Linked DNA regions of Mus musculus: region 2 is linked to region 1. The links are chromatin contacts, called in public promoter capture Hi-C maps. All regions are on one chromosome and are shown on one strand. The core of a region is the stretch at or near the end of the contact, and the rest is flanking DNA. Distances in the headings are between cores, read along the strand shown.

Evidence for each region. Promoter capture Hi-C pulls out the DNA fragments that hold promoters and counts their contacts.
Region 2: a promoter capture Hi-C map of cranial neural crest shows a contact between it and region 1. The contact joins the promoter of Ears2 here to the promoter of Knop1 in region 1. A contact is called at or near these places in 2 of 39 promoter capture datasets (cranial neural crest and liver).

The regions. Positions count from the first base shown.
Region 1 is chr7:118,854,506-118,857,782 of GRCm38.p6, forward strand. It overlaps Knop1 (lysine rich nucleolar protein 1), which reads right to left and starts at 1,493. Exons shown (of 5, transcript NM_023197.3): 1 at 1,118-1,493. The coding sequence starts at 1,271. It overlaps Iqck (IQ motif containing K), which reads left to right and starts at 1,247. Exons shown (of 9, transcript NM_001374605.1): 1 at 1,247-1,456. The coding sequence starts at 1,270.
Region 2 is chr7:122,065,335-122,068,611 of GRCm38.p6, forward strand. It overlaps Ears2 (glutamyl-tRNA synthetase 2, mitochondrial), which reads right to left and starts at 1,752. Exons shown (of 9, transcript NM_026140.3): 1 at 1,571-1,752. The coding sequence starts at 1,709. It overlaps Ubfd1 (ubiquitin family domain containing 1), which reads left to right and starts at 1,864. Exons shown (of 7, transcript NM_138589.2): 1 at 1,864-2,150; 2 at 2,330-2,659. The coding sequence starts at 1,949.

The DNA.
Region 1 (3,277 bases), core at 243-2,742:
CCAGAGGCAGGCAGATTTCTGAGTTCAAGGCCAGCCTGGTCTACAAAGTGAGTTCCAGGACAGCCAGAGCTATACAGATAAACCAAAAAAAAAAAAAAAAGAAAGAAAGAAAGAAAGAAAGAAGATGCCCCCACAGACATGTATAATCTTATACACCAATATTATGGTGGCATTTTTCTCAACTCCATAATATTGAACATGGTTTTCCAGTTTGACCAATAGGATGGTAGAGTCAACCCTTGAGGCAGAAGTGGAGGGTGACTGGGCAGCTGGATGAAACAGCTGCCTTGATATAACTCACTCAGCATGTGTACTGTAGGGCTGAGGCAAGGAAGTCACTCTCGCCAACAGAGACGACATAAACAGGACTTCAGGGATGATAATTAACAAGAAAACATAACTGGGCCTCAAGACATACTGACTTTTAGAGGACATAGGAAGGGGACTCACAAAGGAGAGAAAGATACAAGTCCCGACAGGCCAGTATCAAGTAAGACCATGATGATTCTACAGGATTAGGGCCAGTGATCACGAAAAATAACCCGGACAAAAAGGTCCCAGGCGTCAGCTTAACCCACTTCTTTGTTTTGCCACTCAGCCAACAGCAACATACTCTTTTCCATCCCTTTAACTGTACTTCACTCGCGAGAAGTGGAACCGAACCTACACTGCATCACCTGCAAACACAAGCTTTCTTCAAAAGCGCCTTGTTTTTGAGACAAAGTTTGACTACGTCGCTAGGGCTGATCTGCATCCCGCGTGCCGGGGTTATAGACGTGGGCCACTATGCCCAGTGTGAAGGCACTCTTAAATTCCCGCGGCAGCAGTGGATAGGGTTAGTGTGACCAATAAGCCTCACAGGCCTCGGAGACTGTAACTCACTAGGTCTCAAAGTCAACAAGGTGCAAAACACGGACTCGAGCCAGAGGAGCGTGTGCTGCCCTCACCAACCGCAGGCTGCTTGCTAGCCAGGATCATCCCCATGCCTACTCCAAGGCGGGACGGCTTGGAGAGAAACCGAGGGCTGCAGGCGAGTTGGGGGTGACTTATCTTTGTTTTCCTCTCCCCCAGCGTGCAGCACCTTCCTCGGGGCCCCGCACAAACCACCCGCACTCACCTGGTTCGCTAGCAGGCCAAGCGTCCCCGCGTGAGCAGCCGCGCAGCCGCGATCCGGAAGTCAGCTTCGACTTTCTGGCCCGCCCCCTCGAAATCCTTCTCCTTCCGGGTCGCGGCCTCCCGGTGCCCTGGGTTGCTGTAGAAACCGCGTCCATGGCGGCGCCGAGACTTGTATCCAGCCGCAGCGTGCTGCGTGAGGAGGCGAGCGGCTCCGCGGATTCGCCGATCACTACGCGCACGCCGGTGCCCGCAGTGTCGCCCGGGTCTCCCGAAGTGCTCGTGTCACCCCCGCAGGTCGTCGAGCCGCCGGGGAAGAGCCTATGGGATCAGATCTGCGAGGGTAGGCGCCCCGCCGCTGGTCGGGCCGGGCGGGACGCGGGCGGGACCCGCCGGGACGCGCGTTCCAAGCCTCTGTGCGCCAGGCGGGTGACGCGCGCGGGCGGAGGAGCCGAGCCTTAGGCCCACACGCGGAGAAAGAGGTTGGCGTATGTCTTGGATTCCGGTGCGACCTCAGGCAACAGGCTCGCAGAAGGAAACCCGGTCAGAGAGTTGCGTAGTGTGAAGCTTCAGGGTAGAGACCCGGACCGCCCGCAGATCGCCCGAGGAAGCAGGGAATGAATGAACTCTGTAGACAGGCTCCGGTGATACTCAGGAAGTATTTTGGTGTGGACAAATAGATTTTGATCTCCACTTGCCCCAAAGCCTTTCTGAAGCCCCACAAGCAGGCTAGATCACTTGTTCCTTTGTAGCCCACGAACCTTGGTCATGGGGTCTTGTAATAGTCGTACAGCGGGCATAACAATGGTACCTATGTCGTGGTGTTAGGAGGTAGAACCACGTAGTCACAGATCCTAGGTTACAGGAAGAGTGTTAGTTTTCCTTCATTCCAAAGCCTCCAGATCTCAAAGGCAAGAGACACAGATTCATTCATAATAAGTCCGCTGTCTATCCCTTCTCCCTTTTCTCTCGCCTTTTTGGACTACAGACTGGCTTCCAGCTGAGTATCCTCCTGCCTCAGCCTTCCAGCTACTGAAAGATTTTCATTCTTGTGGCATTGGCTGTCCAATACAACACTAATAGAACGTTCAATAATCTGTGCTGTTAAATGGGTTTGGGGTGTAATTTGGGACTGGCAGACTAGAAGAACCAAATTTCTTATTTTACTTAATTTTGATAAATTTAAATAGCAATATTTATGGAATAGTTCCAGGTCAGTAAATGTTTCGTGAATGGAAACAGTGAATTTGTCAGTGTATAGAGGGAAAAATGGTGACTTGGAAGAAGTGGTGAGTTCAGAGGAAGAAGAGAAGAGTCAGTCAGTCCTCCCAGACCACAGGGCTTGCATTACTCCTTCCCTGTAACCTTTGCTTTAGAGAAAAGGTTTCACCCTGATGTTCTTGTAAGTTCTACCCTTAGGGTCCTTACCCGAGGAACTATCTGCAGCAATATTCAGGTGTCTATATACTTACTGTCTTTCACCCAGAGGATTCACTTTTCCAAGCCAATAGATCTTCATAGTACAGTTTATTGTATAGTTTGATACTTTTCTTATTGCTGTGAAAAATATCTGACAAAAGCAACTCAGAGACTTATTTGGGCTCACAGTTTGAGGATATGGTACATCATCCCAGTGGGGGCTCCTGGCAGCCGGTCCCGTTTGCATCCACAACTAAGAAACAGAGATGGATTCTGGGGCTCAACTCACTTCCTTCCTTTTATTCAGTCCAGGACCACTAGCCCACAGCAGTGTTGCTGCCCCGTCAAATTGGTAATATCACAAGTAGTACTGGGGAAGGTGCTCTTTGAGGGGGATAATTCCTACCTCACAGGGCTGTAGTGGGAACCAAGTGAGATAATGAGAAGATGCTCTGGACTTTGAAAGGCTCAATACATGGTCATAAATATTGATACTTTTTTTTGTCTTTTCTTGTGGAATCAGTTTCTGTGGGGTGTGTTATACCTGGATAAAAGCAAGGACAAAGGGTTTTAGTGCTCTCTGAAAAGCAAGGGAATTGATGTCACTTACAAAATAATAGCTGTTGAGCAATGGGGGTAGAGATGACCTATTTTATACAAGGCCACTGTGACTTCAACCTAGATGACTGTCCTAGTTATTTTTCTGTTGCTGTGATAACACTGACCAAAGGCAACTTGGGGAGGA
Region 2 (3,277 bases), core at 502-3,001, 3.2 Mb after region 1:
CTAGAGACAGAAACAGACAGATCTGTGTGAGTTTATAACAACAGCCTCGACAAGACAGCAAGTTCCAGGCCAGCAAGGGTACAGCAAGGCCCTGTTTCAACAAAACAAAAACACCTAGATCCTTAATAATGAGGTTGCTGGGATACCTAAATGTTGACCAAAGTAGAATTTCAAGCCAGGTCTGATGACTCATACCTGTGACGCCAAAACCTGGGAGGCAGAGACAGGAGGATTGCTGCACATTTAGGGACAGCATGGTCTTCATAGTGAGTTCCAGGCCAATCGGGTGATACAGGGAACTCTTTCCAAGTTAAAAACCAAACAAAAACCCAAAAATGTAAACTTTCAATTAATTTTAGCTATCATAGTGATCTACACTGCTTGTCAACTCTTTCCCATTTGGGCTTTTCCTGCCAGTCAGCAAAGAAATGAAAACAGTAATTGTAGTAGAGGCAGTGCTTGCTAAGTGCCTCTGCTGTACTGGCTCAAACCCGTCAGACAGGCACTATTATTAGCCCTACTTGACAAATCACAAAATTGGGACATAAACAGAGCAAATAATTCTGCCAAAGCAACACATCTAGGGATTGGCAAAGACAAAAATATAGATGCAGAAAATGCCAGGCCTTGGATGCCTGCATAAGTGCTTCTTCCAACAAGGTGAGTATCCCAGTTCATGTTGACCATAGGTAAACACAGACACTGTGATACTTAGATACTTGCAGTCATTTGATAAGCTATTTTACATCACTGAGACTAACAAAAAGAAAGATGATTTTGTTCTCTCGGTTTTGAGACACTCATTTTCTCCCTAGCAGTTTCGTTTATATCAGTCTTAAAAACAGATTCACAACAGTTAACTATGAACCAGGGCTTCTACCACATATCGAAGTTCCACAATCTACATTGCCTGCCTGGAGGTAATGCGTTCTTCCTGTGCAGCTGAGACTCAGAAATATCTTTTCCTGCTGACCCTAGACCTAGAATGAACGGTTGCTCAGTGTGAACAGGGTAGAAGGTGGCTTGAACTAAAGGTTGGGAATTTGTGGGAAGGGAGGAGACACAGAATTCCTAGCAAGATATACATGGGCCTCTGTTTTCTTCTGACTTGCTAAGCTGCCAGCAAACTCAGGCTTTTGTGCATGTCGTTTCCTCTTAGGCTTCAAGCGGGTCTTCTTGACACTTGTTCTCAACTCAAATGTTACCTCTTCAGCAATACCTTCTAGGGCGCCCTATCCCGCTTCACTGCCAAAATGGACACATATGACTCTAGGATTTGTCGGTTTCTTCAAAGCCAGAACCCTGACTTTTCAATGACCACTGCATTATAGCGCATAGGCCTTGGCATAAAGTCTATACGCTCTGCACACAGCGTGCAATAAGAAAGGACAGAGACAATACAACAAGGAAACTTCTAGCAATCTCAATCACTTCAAATCCTAGCCCTCCACCTCCGTCTCTTTAAAACGGGGTCGCGCAGACAACCCCGGAAGGGACTGTTTCTGGAACTTTCGGGGGCGGGGACGGGAAGGTGGGCTGCGGCGAGCGGCGTCACGTCCGTTAGGATTACCTGTGGGGCTGGGAGCGAAGCGCACTCGCACCGGGGCCCCGGGATCTGGGCCCAGACTGGCCTCGCGCCGCCCCACGCGGTGCCCGAGGGCCACCACGTGCGGCTCGGCCAGCAGAAGCCTCTTGAGGGGCGCCGCCATGTGGACTAGAAACACACACGTGGGCTCCTTCGCGCGTCACTTCCGCTCGGCGGGGGGGAAAAAAATCACTCCAACCAATCAACTTTCGCCACAGCGAGCGCGGCCCTGCCACTTAAAGGCGTAAGCCGCCTATCTGGGCTGCTCACGCCCCTCTGGACTAGGGCGGCGATGCGCCGCCGCTCGGGGACCGAGCGCTGCGAGCAGGCGATCTCCCAGACCCGCCCCCTCCGGCTGCGGGAATGCTAAAGCGTGGCAGGGGCCGGCCCGGGAAGCGGAGGAGGCGGGTCTCCATAGAAACCTCCACCTGTTTCCGGCCAGCCTGTGTGAAATTAGGGGCTGGTGCGGGGGCCAATCTCCGCCAGCTCGCTTCTTCCCGGCGGCCCCTGCGGTCGTGGTGGGTGTTGTACACAATCATCATGGCGGCGGCCGGAGCCCCGGATGGTGAGTGTGGCGGGGAAGGCGGTCGGTCGGCGGCTGAAGAGCTTGCGGACGCTGCCGGGGTCGTGGGACCGGGCCTGGCCCCGGAGGGAGGAGCGTGGCGCGGCAACGACGGTGCCCGGGCCCGTTCTCGTCGCAGGCCGGGCTCGTGGCGAGCACCCACCCCCCTAACCCCTTTGCAGGCATGGAGGAGCCAGGCATGGACACGGAGGCCGAGGCTGTGGCCACCGAGGCGCCCGCACGGCCCCTCAACTGCGTGGAGGCCGAAGCAGCCGTAGGGGCAGCGGCGGAGGACTCCTGCGACGCGCGAGGCAACCTGCAGCCGGCCCCGGCCCAGCCCCCTGGGGACCCTGCGGCCCAGGCCTCGGTCAGCAACGGCGAGGACGCGGGCGGCGGTGTGGGCAAGGAGCTGGTGGATCTGAAGATAATCTGGAACAAGACCAAACACGACGTGAAGGTCCCTCTGGACAGCACGGGGTCCGAGCTAAAGCAGAAGATTCACTCCATTACAGGTATTCGAGGAGCTGACACCCGACTGCTTCTACCCACGACCTACCTTCTAGCTCTTGATGCTTACGTCGTGCTAAACTGTTAGCGATTTTCTTGCGCCTAGACTCCCGCTATCCTCACTGCAGTTTTCTGAAATCAGTACTTGTATGTCCATTAGTAATCAGAGAGGGAAAATTAGGCCCAGAATGATAGTGGTACCACCAAGTGGTGGAGTGAGATGCAAGCCTGAATCTTGAGTATTAAGGCTCACCCTTCTAACTAATGTTGGACTGTCATTGCTAGGCGCGGTATTTATGAACTTTACAGGAGATTCTGAACAGGTCCAGTATTTAGCCACGGATTTATTTTCAGCAGACAGATCAGTTTCATAAGGGAAGTTCATGAAACAGTGTTATCAACTGTCCTAATGGCCCTTTATAAATATTCATACATGGCCGTTTTATTTGTTTTGGTTTGCTACTTGAAATACTTTCCTTAAAGCTTTCTCCATGTATCGGGTAAAAAGCTTATTGGCTTTCTGTATCTCCTACACTTGGGAATTTTCAGTATTTAAGTGGATAGAAGATAGAGTTATAACTTGGAAACAATGATACCTAGACATCAAACAATTCTAAATACCT